2 separate regions of the Sus scrofa genome follow, and region 2 is linked to region 1. The links are chromatin contacts, called in public HiChIP or PLAC-seq maps. All regions are on one chromosome and are shown on one strand. The core of a region is the stretch at or near the end of the contact, and the rest is flanking DNA. Distances in the headings are between cores, read along the strand shown. Region 1 has its middle 210 kb from the start of PRKCQ. Region 2 overlaps PFKFB3 (6-phosphofructo-2-kinase/fructose-2,6-bisphosphatase 3).

What was found. HiChIP or PLAC-seq counts read pairs in DNA pulled down with a chosen protein or histone mark.
Region 2: an H3K27ac HiChIP or PLAC-seq map of alveolar macrophages shows a contact between it and region 1. The contact joins two enhancer-like sites. A contact is called at or near these places in 1 of 5 promoter capture datasets (liver), 18 of 47 Hi-C or Micro-C datasets (alveolar macrophages, blood, embryonic fibroblasts and 11 more) and 2 of 2 datasets of contacts at active chromatin or transcription factors (alveolar macrophages and skeletal muscle).

Annotation. Positions count from the first base shown.
Region 1 is chr10:64,646,353-64,653,151 of Sscrofa11.1, forward strand. No RefSeq gene overlaps it. Among named protein-coding and RNA genes, the nearest start is that of PRKCQ, 210 kb to the left of the region's middle. Within about 2 kb of position 3,354, at least 6 of the 83 cell types and tissues checked have an H3K27ac peak or open chromatin away from gene starts, as enhancers often do. A contact at or near this core is called in alveolar macrophages and omental adipose tissue, where this site is marked.
Region 2 is chr10:64,815,273-64,822,071 of Sscrofa11.1, forward strand. All of the region lies in intron 1 of PFKFB3 (6-phosphofructo-2-kinase/fructose-2,6-bisphosphatase 3), which reads right to left. Among named protein-coding and RNA genes, the nearest start is that of PFKFB3, 40 kb to the right of the region's middle. Within about 2 kb of position 4,434, at least 18 of the 83 cell types and tissues checked have an H3K27ac peak or open chromatin away from gene starts, as enhancers often do. A contact at or near this core is called in alveolar macrophages and omental adipose tissue, where this site is marked.

The DNA of each region.
Region 1 (6,799 bases), core at 2,104-4,603:
GGAAAGTCTTATTGAAAAAAAGGCCAAGCAGAGACGTGGCTAATACACAGATTTGCCAGAAGGAAAAGTACTGATCTGCTCATTATTCAGGTATAAACACGGAAGATGGAATCCACTCTCAGAATTTGGCACTAAAGGGACTTTTCCATTGAACCTTTAGGTGGGAATTAGAATGAGTCCCCTAGCTCTCACCTGGCTCAGTCTTCCCCACAAAGGCACACTCTCCCTAAGGACCATAAAGATTTGGCCCTTAACCTTGGCAGAGAAAGAGTAGACATCTCTATTTGTTCGTTCTTACACCTACAACCGTGATCACAATGACCCCAAATTCTCTCTCAACTGTCAGATCTCCGGGTGCTTTTTATTAGAAAGTTTGTCTTTGCAGGTGTTTTTTCCTTGCTTTTGTAGCCTAGTAGCTTCTGTCATTGCTTCATAGGTAGTTTTATGCCTTATTCTTCACCTCGAAGATTATAAAATCATGAAGACCTTTCCCAAAAGCCTTCATATCACACGGTTGGCCTGGAAAGTGTACTCAGGAAAAAATTAATGTTTGTGTTTGATTTTAAGAACAGAGTCTTGCTTAGGCGAATCATTACTCACTCATCCATTCATTCTCTTTATTTTTATGGAAGTACAGTTGATTTATAATGTTTCAGGTGGACAGCAAAGTGATTCAGTACTATAGATATTACTTTTCCATTCTTTTTTAGATTCTTTTCCATTATAGGATATTATAAGATATGCACTAGAGTTCCCTGTCCTTGTTGTAATCTATTTTAAATATAGTTGTGTGTATCTGTTACTCCCAAATCCCTAATTTATTCCTCTTTGATAACCAGAGATTTGTTTTCTACGTCTGTGAGCCCATTTCTGTTGTGTAAATAAATTCATTTGTGTCTTTTTATTTTAGATTCCACACACAAGTGAAATCATACGATATTTGTCTTTCTCTGTCCGGCTTACTTCACTTTGTATGATAATCTCTAGGCCCACCCATGTTGCTGCAATTGACGTATTTTATTCTTTTCATGGCTGAGTAATATTCCATTGTGTGTATATATGGATGGATGAATGGATGGATACACACAGTACTCTATCCACTCATCTGTCGAATATTTAGGTTGTTTCCATGTCTTGGCTATTGTAAATAGTGCTGCTATGAACATTAGGGTGCATGCATCTTTCAGAATTAGAATGTTCTTCTTTTCCAGTTACATGCCCAGGAGCGGGACTGCTGGATCCTATGGTAGTTTTCCAAGGATACACCATACTCTTTGGCATAGTGGCTGCACCCATTTGCATTCCCACCAACCCTTTAGGGTTTAGGAGAGTTCCCTTTTCTCCACACCCTCTCCAGCATTTATTGTTTGTAGACTTCTTGATAATGACCATTCAGACTGGTGTGAAGGTGACACCTCACAGTTTTGATTTGCATTTCTCTACTAGTTAGCAATATTGAGTATCTTTTCCTGTGCCTGTTGGCCATCTGTGTGTCTTTGGAGACCTGTCTATCTAGGTCTTCTGCCCCCCTTCCTTTTTCAATGGCTGCACTGCAGCACGTGGAAGTTCCCAGGCCGAGACTTGAATCTGAGTCACAGCTGCAGCCATGACAGATACTTTAACCCACTGTGCTGGGCTGGGGATCAAACCTGCCTCTCTGCAGTGACCCGAGCCGCTGCAATCAGAGACTCTACCCACCCCACCACAGGGGGACCTCCCTTTTCCCATTTTTTGATTGGGTTGTTTTTTTTTTGCTGTTGTTGCATAAGTTATTCGTACATTTGGAGACTGAGCCCTTGGCAGTTGTATCGCTTGCAAATATTTCCTCCCGTTCCCATAGGTTGTCATTTCATTTTGTTTATGGTTTCCTTTGCTGTGCAAAAGCTTTTAGGTTTAATTAGATCCCATTTGTTTATTTTTTCTTTTGTTTCCATAACTCTAGGAGACCGATCCAAAAAAATTTGCTGTGATTCATGTGAGAGAGTGAGTGTTCTGCCTATGTTCTCCTCTAGGAGTTTTACAGGGCATTCATTCATTCTTCAAACAAGCCATTCTTGAGCACCATGTCCCAAGCACTGGAGATGCAAAAATAAACTTACATAATTCAAGCCCTTGCAGCTATAGGGTGAAATGCCAGATTGCAGAACAGTGTGCTTGCGGCAATAATAAGAGGCACACGGATAAGAGTCACCTTGAATTCTATGTGAAATACCCACAGACTACCTTCCCCGAGTTCCGTCAAGTCTTTAGCATGAGGAGAAGCACTGCTTCTGTGCCTGGCCAACATTTCATCTGAGACCCACCAGTCTCAGCTGGGGAAGATCCAGGAACTCCCGGTCCACAGACACAGGGCAGCTCCGGGGAGAAGCTGGTAGACTCAAACCCCTTGAATCCCGCTGCAAAGAAAGCATGCTCGGTACGACCCCTTCCCTCCTTTCCTCGTTTCCAAGCAGAAGGCATGGCCTCAACGGCAGCCGTCGTGTTGGGGCTGGTAGCACATTCCTTGGTGTTTGTCTGAGGACAGTGGCATTGAGGAGCCCGACTCCCACCACACTTCTGCCTCGGAGGTTTTGCCTTCTGCAAATTGCTGGAAACAAAATGTTCCAGCACAGAGGTGAGCGGTGTCTCAGGCAAGAGAGGAACCCTCGGGGATGAGTGTGTCGAAGGTGTCCCTGGCTCCCCTGCCTAGGATATTAGTGGGCAGAGCAGAGCGAACACAAGACACAAAAGCTTAGTGAAGGATTAGAGAGATGGGGGGGGAGAGGAGCGGGGAGGAGGGAAGAGAGAAGGGGGGAGCGGCCAGGGTATAATGTGCAGACACAGAGCAAAGGGCGTCCTGCCCTCAGTGGAGTGTCGCATACAACACGGAGCGCCACCTACGTGAGAAAGGGGGACCTGGGAGGAGTGGTCACGTCCACTCTTCCTTTCCTTGGCGGTTGTTGTGGTTGTTGCTGTTGTTTGGTTTGGTTTGGGGTTTTTTGTTTTTGTTTTTGGTACAAAGAGGGATTGCCAAAGTGAGAAAAAAGAACAGGAAGATAAAAACCCTGAGCCAGGATTTTATCTTTGTCTCCTTGGCTGTCACTATAGTGCTTCCCACGCATGAGGCAGAGGGAGAAAAGGAAGGAAGGAAAAGTTAAGACTTGGCATCTTTCGTAGCCTCTGTGTTCTTGCAACAACTGTACTGCAAAAATAAATAAATACATATACATATCACTGCTGTATTTATATATGTATATATTACTATTATATTACATTACATATTACTATTTTACATATATATAAAATAGTACATAAAATATATGACAGTAATTCTGGACTTGAGTCTCTAGAGGGAGGCAGAGGAACGTGAGAAAAGCTGCCTCTACTGCCACTGTTCCTGCCACCGTACCCAGGGCTGTCTTGGACTTGAGACACTTCATTCATCAGGCAAGATGAGGCATCCGAAGAATCAGTTCTTCTGCCTTGCTCTTAGTTCAAAATGTGCATCCCACCTTTAATCCGTGTAATCTCCACATGTTTAAAGAACAGATCAGAAAAGAGCTGCAGATCATAGAGCAGTGACTATCAGTCATCTGGTCGACCCTCTGGGCCACTGCTGCAACTCAGCAGGAAAATGTGCAGGAATCAGAGCCTTGGACGAGCGCGTTCGAGCTCTGCTCCCTCTACCAGTCATTGTCAGAAGCCCAGTTTTTCATCAGCAAAAGGCTAAGAGCCATCATTTCTACTGTGTCGGGTTGCTGTAAAGACTGATTAATGAAAAAACATGTTCATAAAACAACGAACTACATGGATGCAAATCTAATTATTATTATTACCCATGTGCTCAAGTCTACTTAGTCATGTCCTTAAAGCTGCCCAGGGAGAGGCCACAAGGAGGGCAGGAACTACAGGGGCCACTCTGAGCATCTAACGTGGCACCTCATACACAGCAGGCAATTCTTAAATTTCTTACACAAATGAGTAAAAACACTTATGTGTAGGAAAACCACATCGTTAACATCTAAAACAAGTCCCTTTTTTTTTCCTACTGAGAGAGAGAGAGCACTATTTGTGATTAGTCCAGGAAACAGGTCAAAGGCAGGTCTTTCCTGGGCCAGCTGGACACACGTGGTCACTGCACTTGTGTGGCACCTACCACGCCGCGGGCCCTATCTTGAATGCACTGCAATATTAACCATGTAACTTCAGACAATCTCGTTGCGGCTGGTGCGGATATTAACCACATTCCACAAATAGCTCATGAGGACCTACTACGGGTCCCAAGCCTCCTAGATTCTGAGGACACAGCCAAAACGTAGCTTCCCCAAAAGCAAAGATTCCTGGTCTTTAAGGGTGGGAGACGAGAAAGCCAGGAAATGATACACAAATAAACAAGTAGGTTACATGGCAAGCTAACGGGAGCAGCGCCGCGGATAAAAGAAAGCGATCCTGGGAGCGCGGAAGGCGCGGGGACAGCTGGGCACAGAATCAGTGCGCAAGCGGCCTCGGTCCCACCTGAGGGGCCGCCTCCGGTTCCTGCTTTTAACCTCGACACTGTTTTTTCCCTTCGTTCCGAGGAGCAGCCAGCCTTGCTCCGCATTCGAGTTCGCTTCCTCCATGGGCGGTGGAGGGCGACCCAAAGCCGGGGGATCCTCTCCTGACCTCAGCTCAGGAGCCTCCATCCGTGGCAGACGTCGGAGACTACGGATGCCTCGGTTCGGGTCACGGCTGCGTGGACTCTGAACCCGGGGCCCCTGGAACTGCCTGTCTGCTCAGGAGGAACGAAGGCTCTGCCTAGAGAAGCTGTGTTTGTAGGTTTGGGGACACAGCCAGACAAACCCGCCAGACAGGAGGGAACACATAACCCCGACGGGAAGGGCACGCCTTGCCCAAAGTCTCAACTGCTTCGACTCATCCTGGTCTCTGAGCAGAGTGGAGGCCCCGGAAACCCCAGGATGCTGAACTTCCTCTGCTCTCCCGCCACCCCCCGCCCCCGTCCCTGCCTCCCCCACCCCTCGCCTCCCCCCTCGCCTCCCCTGCCCGCCACCTCTCACATCCCCCACCTCGCGGCCCCCACATCCCCACCTTCCCGCCCCCACATCCCCACCTTCCCGCCCCCACATCCCCAACTCCTGCCCACCCACTTCCCCCACCCCCCTCCTCCCCGCCCCCACATCCCCAACCCCCCACCCCATCTCCCGCACCGCCCCCACCCCCCCGCCCCCACCCCACCCCAGTCTCCCCCGACCCCCACCTCTGACTCCCCCGCCCCCCACCTCCTGCATCCCACCCCCTGCACCCCACCCCCGCCACCTCTCGCACCCCTCACTTCCCCACCTCCCCCTTGCCCGTCCCCCCCCCACCCCCCCTTGCCCTGCCTCCTGCTGCGCTTCTAGCCCTTCCCCGTCTTGTGACTCTGGCGGGACTCCAGGGCGGTTATTCAACCTGTCTCAAGACACCCTGGGCCAAAAGCAGAACGAAGACGGCAAGTGCCGACTCCAGGGCAAAGCCGGCTGCCAAGAAGCCCGTCAGTGGCCCAAGGCAGGCAGCGGGCACAATGGAGCTTTCAGTGTGAAAGTCACCCCAGAAGGAGCTGGCACTTGCCCAGCCTTCGGAGTCTGCACCTCCACGCTGAGCCGTCCCCACCACCCACCTTCACGCCATGGATTCAGCACATCGTGGCAACTATTTTTGAGGGCCTACTATGTGCGAGACCTTCAGGAAAGTCATGAAAAGAGGACACGAAGGATGTCTTTCTGGAGAAGAAATTGCTCAAGTATTCGGACCAACCCAGACACACTCATCACTTGGCTTTGAGAAAATAGATGATAAAATCGCCCGGGTTCTTAGCAGCAGCATGGATTCCCTTCCCTGGTTGGGTTTTCAGTTGTAGTTTCCTCTGTCCTGGATCAGCTGTTGACCTACCGTCCTTTAATCCAACGAATTCAACAGAGTGTCCAGTGTGTGTTCCAGCGACAATGACCTGCTGTGTTTGTGGGTAGCACGTGTGTGAGTCACACGTGTGTGTGAGAAAGTAGTTCCCCTGGAAGCCCTGCTCACAGCCAGAAACGGGAGCTGACGACCCAGGAGCAGATGACACGCTGGGTCCTCCCTGCGTTTTTACATGCCCCACGAGAGGAGGGGCCCGTCGGCGAAGTGACAGGTCCAGTTCAGGGCTCCAAGCCGGCTGCCCTGTGAACGAGCAGTCGGAGTGTGGAGACAAGCACATCTCATCTGGAGATCAGACCTCCAAACTCGCACCGGGAGGCAGATGGGGAAGGATGGGATGTGTCAAAGTCAAAATCAGTCAGGTCTGTGCTAGACCCCTCCCACCAACAACAGGAGAGGGGAGAGGCACCTGCACACACAAGCTAGTCCTAGGCAAGCAGCAGCCCCAGCTTCCTTTCCCATGTGTCCTAAAGCATCTTTCCCCTGCATGTAGGGGGTAGCGGGTACGAGAGGCACGGGTGACCGGATTCAGTACAGACGCTGGGACCCTCCCCACCTGGCCCTCTTGCCCTCTTTGGCTCTCAGAGCTGGTACTCAGGCCCTGACCCTCCAGCAAGAGGTCAGGCGAGCTTTTCTGTAGGCTCTGCTCCAGCCAAGAAGACACAAGAGCAGGAGAGCCAAGAGGGTGTCCCAAACCCCACAACTCAGCTGAGCCACCCTTCCCTGAAGCTCCCTCGACACAGCCCATCCACGCCCACTTATCTCCATCAACGTTACAGCATCCACTCTAAAATATTAGGAGACAGAGTTCCCGCTGTGGCGCAGTGGCTTAAGAATGTGGTGTCACAGCTGCAGCTCAGATTCAGTCCAC
Region 2 (6,799 bases), core at 3,184-5,683, 170 kb after region 1:
CCTGTTGGGGCTCAGTGGTAACAAACCCGGCCGGCATTCATGAGGATGCGGGTTCAATCCTTAGCCTCGCTCAGTGGGTTAAGGATCCAGCGTTGCCACGATCTGTGGTATAGGTTGCAGACATGCCAGGGATCTGGTGTGGCTGTGGCTGTGGCTGTGGTGTCGGCCGGCAGCTGTAGCTTTGATTCAACCCCTAGCCTGGGCACTTCCATATGCCACAGGCGCAGTCCTAAAAAGAAGAAAAATAAAATTAAAAAGGAAGTTCTGACACCTGCTACAATGGGGATCATAACGTGAGGACGTTATGTTGAGTGAAACAAGCCAGTTACCAAAAACAAACAAACAAAAATTCTGTATGATTCCATTTACGTGGTGTTCCTAGGGTGGGTAGGGTGGATGGATGGATGGATGGAGAGAGAGAGAGGGAGAGAGAGAGAGAGAAGCAGAGAAGGAGTGAGGGAAAGAGGGAAGGAAAAGAGAGAGAAAGAATCAGAAAGCTAATAGGGTAAATGTCAACATTTGCAAAATCCGGGGGGAAGGCTGAACGCTTTGCACTAAGTTTTTGCAACTTCCGTGTAAGTCTGAAATTATTTCAAAACAAAAAATTAAAACGCGAAAACATCTCAGTTCACGGATGTGCCCAAAATGGTAGGAGTTCTACCCATTCCGCTCAAGAGGCTCTTCCTCGGGGTTGGAAGTTGTAAACCTCTGATACAAATCAAGGCATCAGTACTATTTCGAAACCCAATGCCGAAAGAGAATGTAAAGGGGCAATTAAATGTAATTGACTGTTCATTTGCCGACAAGAAAACACCTGCCACATGGGAAACGGGGCAGGGGTGGAGAAGCAGCCTAGAAGGGTGGCCTAACTTCTCTCCTCACTTACTATATTTTAAATGGTGCAACATAAGCCATGTCATAGCCATCACCCTCTATGAAACAGTGTAATCTAAGCTTTGTTCTATGTATTACACGATTTAAACAGTACAAAGTTGGGGACACCAAGGAGTTCCCTGGTGGCTCAGCAGGGAAAGGGGGGTGCATGGATACTGGGGGAACGCTAGCAGTCTCTGCCGCCTCACCCTTTGCCAAACGCACAACTTTTCAACAAACACCCCTCGAGAGACAGAGCCTTTTATTATACAGAAAGTGGGAACAATACTAAGCTTTGCACTCAGACAAGACCAGTGATTCAATCTGCAACCCTCACCTGTAAAATGCCACTTTTTTTCTCTTTTTTTTCCCTCTCTCTTTTCTTAGAGCCGCCCCTGTGGCATATGGAGGTTCCCAGGCTAGAGGTCAAGTTGGAGCTGCAGCTGCCGGCCTGCACCACAGTCACAGCCACGCCAGACCCAAGTCACATCTGCGACCTCTGCTGCCGCGCACAGCAACGCTGGATCCTTAACCCCCTGAGCGAGGCCAGGGATCGAAGCTGCATCCTCATGGATGCTATGTTGGGTTCTTAACCTGCTGAGCCACAACAGGAACTCCTAAAAACACAGTTCTTGAACTCACCTGTCAAAAATTCATCTTCCTCTTCCAAAAACAAATCAAATGCCGTGTTAGCCATAAGCTGCAGAAAGCTGAAGACTTACTTCCACTGCCATGGCCGTTGTCTGCCTCCCAGCCCCTTCCATGTTTCTCCCCACTGACTGCACCTCCTGGGACAGGTGGGGGAGGCAGGAATCCCCAGTTGCAGGTAAGCTGCCGCCCATCCCATCTGCAGCCTAGTCTGCCCTTCTCACGGTCCCTGACCCTAAGTGAACACGGGGGCTGAAGGGACAGCACGTCAGGCACTCAGCAAAGGTGCCCCACTCGAGGTGGGGGGCCTGGGATTGGCTGCTTGTGATCTCTGGCTGCTCCCAGAGGCTGTCTTGTCCAGGGGGATCCATGAGCCCCTTCTCGTCTGCCTTCTGGAGCCGGGAGCAGGGGCAGGGGCAGGGTTCTCTTTCCTAAAACTTTGGTCTTTAGGAAACTGGCCCCAGCCATGGTGTCCTGGCCTGGGCTGCCCCAGATTGCTGCCTCCAGAGCTGGAAGGACACCCGGGGGGTGGGCGGGGAATAGAGGTGTGTGGGGAGAGCCCCGCCCGTGCCAAAGGAGGGGGGCAGAGCACCGGCTCCAAGGGTGTCCCTGGGGTGCACAAATCAAGCAGGAAGCACCCCCACAGCCACGCAGCCAATGCAGAGGACCCCACCTGATGACCCACCCCCACCACAGGGCATCAGAAACTCAGCACCATGTCACAGATTCGGACGAAACTACAATTCAGAAAGTGACATGCACCCTATGTTCACTGCAGCATGAGTCACAAGAGCCAAGACATGGAAACAATCTAAATGTCCACCATAGACAAATGGATTAAGAACATGTGATACAAATACACAATGGAATACTACTCAGCCATAAAAAAGAACACAATAATGCCATTGGCAACAACATGGATGCAACCAGAGATTCTCACACTCAGTCAGAGAGAGAAGGACAAATACCGTATGGTATCACTTACATGTGGAATCTAAAATATGGCACAAATGAACCTATCTACAGAACAGAAACAGACTCAAGGGCATACAGAACGGACTTGTGGTTGACAAGGGGGAGGGGGAGGGAGAGGGATGGACTGGGGTTGGGGTTAGTAGATGCAACTGTTCCATTTAGAAGGGATGGCCAGTGAGGTCCTGCTGTAGAGCACAGGTTCTTGGGATAGAACCTGCTGGAAGATACTATAAGAGAGGGAATATATGCCTATGTATGACGGGGTCCCTTTGCTGTACGGCAGAAAGCGGCACACATTGTGAATCAACTATACTTTAATAATAAAAAACGGGGGAAAAAGATAAAACAGAAGGAATTCATCACTGAGAAATAAGAAGGAAAAAGATAAAAACCACAGACACAGCAGTCACGGGACCCGGATGGTGTCACTGCCAAGGCGAGCGTGTTCTTTGACCAATGCCATGAGCCACGCATAAGGTGCACTGCTGATAGCAGAACACGGCAAAAAGGAAATTACATATAAAAGTAATGCTGATGGAACACGGGGAACAGACCTGGGGAAGGGGGTGTGGGAGGGGTCAGTTGGAAATTTGGGATTGGCAGGTGCAAACTTGCATCTACAGAATAAATAAGAAGATCCTACTGTAGAGCACAGAGAACTACCCTCAATATCCTGTGATAAACTACAATGAAAAGAATATGAAAAAGAATATATATATGTATGTATAACTGAATCACTGCTATACGGCAGAAATTAACACAACACTGTAAATCAACTATACTCGAACAAAAAAATTTTTTTAACTAATGCTGGTGTAGTTCCCGTCATGGCTCAGTGGTAACGAACCTTATGAGTGTCCACGAGGGTGTGGGTTTGATCCCTCGCCTCGCTCAGTGGGTTAAGGATCCGGCGTTGCCGTGAGCTGTGGTGTAGGTTGCAGACACAGCTCAGATCTGGGGTGGCTGTGGCTGTGGCTGTGGTGTAGGCTGGCAGCAACAGCTCTGATTTGACCCCTAGCCTGGAAACTTCCATGTGCCACACCTGCAGCCCTAAAAAAAAAAAAAAAAACAAACTAATGCTGGTGGAATCTCAATTCTCTAGAAAACATTAGGTGTTTCTATACATCAGAAATGATGGATCTCGGCGGTTGAATTATAGGTGATTTTCACTGTCACTTTGTGTGTAAGCCTTCCTACATTTTAAAAGATTGTCTAATAACCAGAACACAATACCATAAGAGCTATTCGATAATCAGAGTAGTAATCATTATTAAAACAGCTACCATTTATCCCAAGCCCTGAGTCTGGGCTAAGCCCTGGGCTCAAGCTTTACGTATATTTTCTCAACAACTCACTCAGGTAAGTAATGATGTCACTAGTTTTCAGAGAAGGAAAGCCACACAAGTGGGGCTTGAATCCAGCTGCCTGACGGCTAAGCTGGAAGTCCACGCCCTTAACCACTCTGCCCACGGGGCCCCGAAACGAAACCCTTTTGAAGGAAATAGACACATGTGTGTGGATCTGAACAGTGGGCCAAAAAAAGGGGGGCGGAGGGGACTGGACCGGGGTGGGGGTCTGCCAGGGAACCTCGGGCAGGAGGGGCAGCCAGAAGCCGCTGTGTCAACCAGAGGAAGAGGCCCTACCTAAGCTTCAGCTCCCTGGGGAGCTGCCTCCCTGGCCCCTTCTCCCTATTTGCTGGCCCTGAACTTCTGGAGAAAAATCTAAAGGCTCTCCTGTCTCCTCCGACCTCTGATGCAAATGTGGGTTATTAAGTCAGCAAAAACAACGGGAGGCAGCAGACAGCTGGCAAATTAGCAAGTATGTATGAGCTGTCTTCGGATTCTTTTTTTTTTTTTTTTTAGCCCACACTGAGGGCTGGAGAAAAGGAAGAAGAAGGAGAAGAAATCCCTTCGCAGTGGGTCAGCCGGGGACAGAGCAAGGTCACGTCTGCATAGGGTCGTCCCCATGCTCCCTGCAATGCGTCACACCTGCCAACACACCACATACACGGAAAGGCGCCTTCTTCCAAAGTTCTCCGTCAGGGAGAGGTCCCTGTGCCAGTTCAGCCCGTCCCACGTGAGACAGAGCACAGGACACTCAGCCCCGCATCACAGCGGGACACCGGGACCCTGAAGACATGGCCCAATTTGAACAACTTTGCCTACAACGAAGAGCTGACACGCAGCAGGCTGTAATCACTCATTCATGACTCGAAACTGGGTATCGCACGTGCATTTCGGAGTCATGCAAAGGCCACGGCCCCCGCAGCTGGGGCCCCTCCAACGGCATCCACATAGCACGCCCCTGCAGGAGCAGCCCAGCCTGCGATGCTCCGAGAGCTAAAGCCAGTCCTTTCCACAATTCTCCCAAAGCAGCAGGAGATCAAATGAGGATGGGGCCTCGTGGCGATGAGAGACGCAAGGCAACCCCAGCAGGAAGCCCGCCCCCCCGCCAGGCACGACCTGGTCACCTGAGGGTTTCACCCACGGGAGCCTGACATAAGGCAAGGCTTGGCCCCCTGGCTGTTTCAATCAGGTGTTTTTATGTCCTGAGTTTTGGGACAGAAATATCCAGGCTGATAGGCTGGATAATCGGGGGCGGGGGAAGAGTGAACTTGGGAAACTGATCACTTCACCTGAACCACGTTACTGATCCCTGGTTCTCTGCGTCAGGGACCCGCAAGAACATTCTCAAAACGTCGATGTGTAAACCTCACACTAGCCCCATTCGATCAGAACTGCTGCCTGGGGTTTCGGCTTTGCAGGTTTTTAAAAAGCCTCTCGAGTGAGCCCCGCATTAGCCAAATAAAGATGCTAACTTGCACCGCGGGGAGCTGCAGGCTGCCCCGAGGGGGTGGGATCTGAGTACAGGTTCTTCTACCGAGATCAGACGCGAAGAGTACGCGCTTGGGAAGCAAGGGGCACACAAAATCGCCGTGGGGTTTGTTGGTGTTTTGCAGATTCGAGAGCAAACCACGGGGAGAAAGTGAGCCTCTCAGAGCTGGCGTTTCTGCTGCTCCTGCAGCCTGTTTCTCGGGGCTTATGACCAGCCACTGAGCCGCCCTGAAACCCAGTCGGGTGTGTTTTGTTTGCTTTTGAGACCTGGGTTGACCTTCTGAAAGAAGGCGGGATAGAGTCTCAGGATACTAAACTACTGGGTAGTTCCCAGGAAAAAATCCCCTCCTGCCTGTCACCCCAGGCTGAAAAAGTCCCCCGAGAAGCCATTTATCCACACAGTCGGTTCTCCCAACAGAGAAGAGGCGACCCACTGGGATTCATGCCACCCCCACCCCCCACCCCGTGAGAGCAGCAGGTGTGGCTCAAGAATTTAAGCCTTAACCTAAGCAACTTAAGCTGAACTTAAGGACTAAGTCACCCAGGGATGGGCCTGGGTGCACGTGTGTGTGTGTGTGTGTGTGTGTGTGTGTGTGTGTGTGTGTGTTTACATGTGTACGTGTGTACACAGGGATCTGCTGCTGGACCCTGCAAGGCTTGGCCACATACACTTTCTGGGGTCACCAGGGTGGTGCCATGGGGACAGACAGACACCCCGGCTGACCTGCCGTGGAGCGAGGGGGGTCCCCAGGGCACGGCAATGGTGTTGCACTGCCTGGCGGAGACTCGGCCCCTCTGCCCTCCTGACTGCGGCCCCAGACCCTGGACAGACCATAAACTTCACCCACTTGGGCATCAGCCAGCTGAGACAGGGAGGGCCTGGGGCCAGCTCGCTGCCTCCTCCCCTGGCTCCCACTGCCCCTTGAACCCAGGCTCCACGTCTTCAGCCTGGCAGGAGCCAAGGGAAGGACAGGGATCTGGGGGTGCGGTCAGTGCGGCATCACCCATCCCAGCCACCAGGCAGAAGTGCGCTGCTCTGCCAGGCCCGCTGCCCTGGGGAGCCAAGCAGAGGGTGGAAGGCATGGGGCTTGTGACCAGGGAGGCTCTGCTTCCCCCCGAGGTGGTGTCAGGACTGAAGGGCACCCCACATGTGAGCTGGGCTCCTGTAGGGCTCCCTGTCCTTGCCCTCCCGCTGCAGGGATAGAGGTGCAGCCTCATGCTTCCCAGAGGCACAGGTGGGATAGAGCCGGAGCTGCAGGGAGCAGAGCCCCGAGGGCCGAAGCCAGGCTCCAAGGCTCAAACTCTTATCTTTTTCTTTGTTTCCTCCTGGTGAAATGGACATAACCTAAAACTGACCAACTGAACCACTTCTAAGCATGAGGCCAGGGGCCCTGAGCACATCCACAGGCTGGACAACCATCGCCATCCTCCTCCAGAAATTTCCCTCTTCCCAAATGAAGCTCTCACCC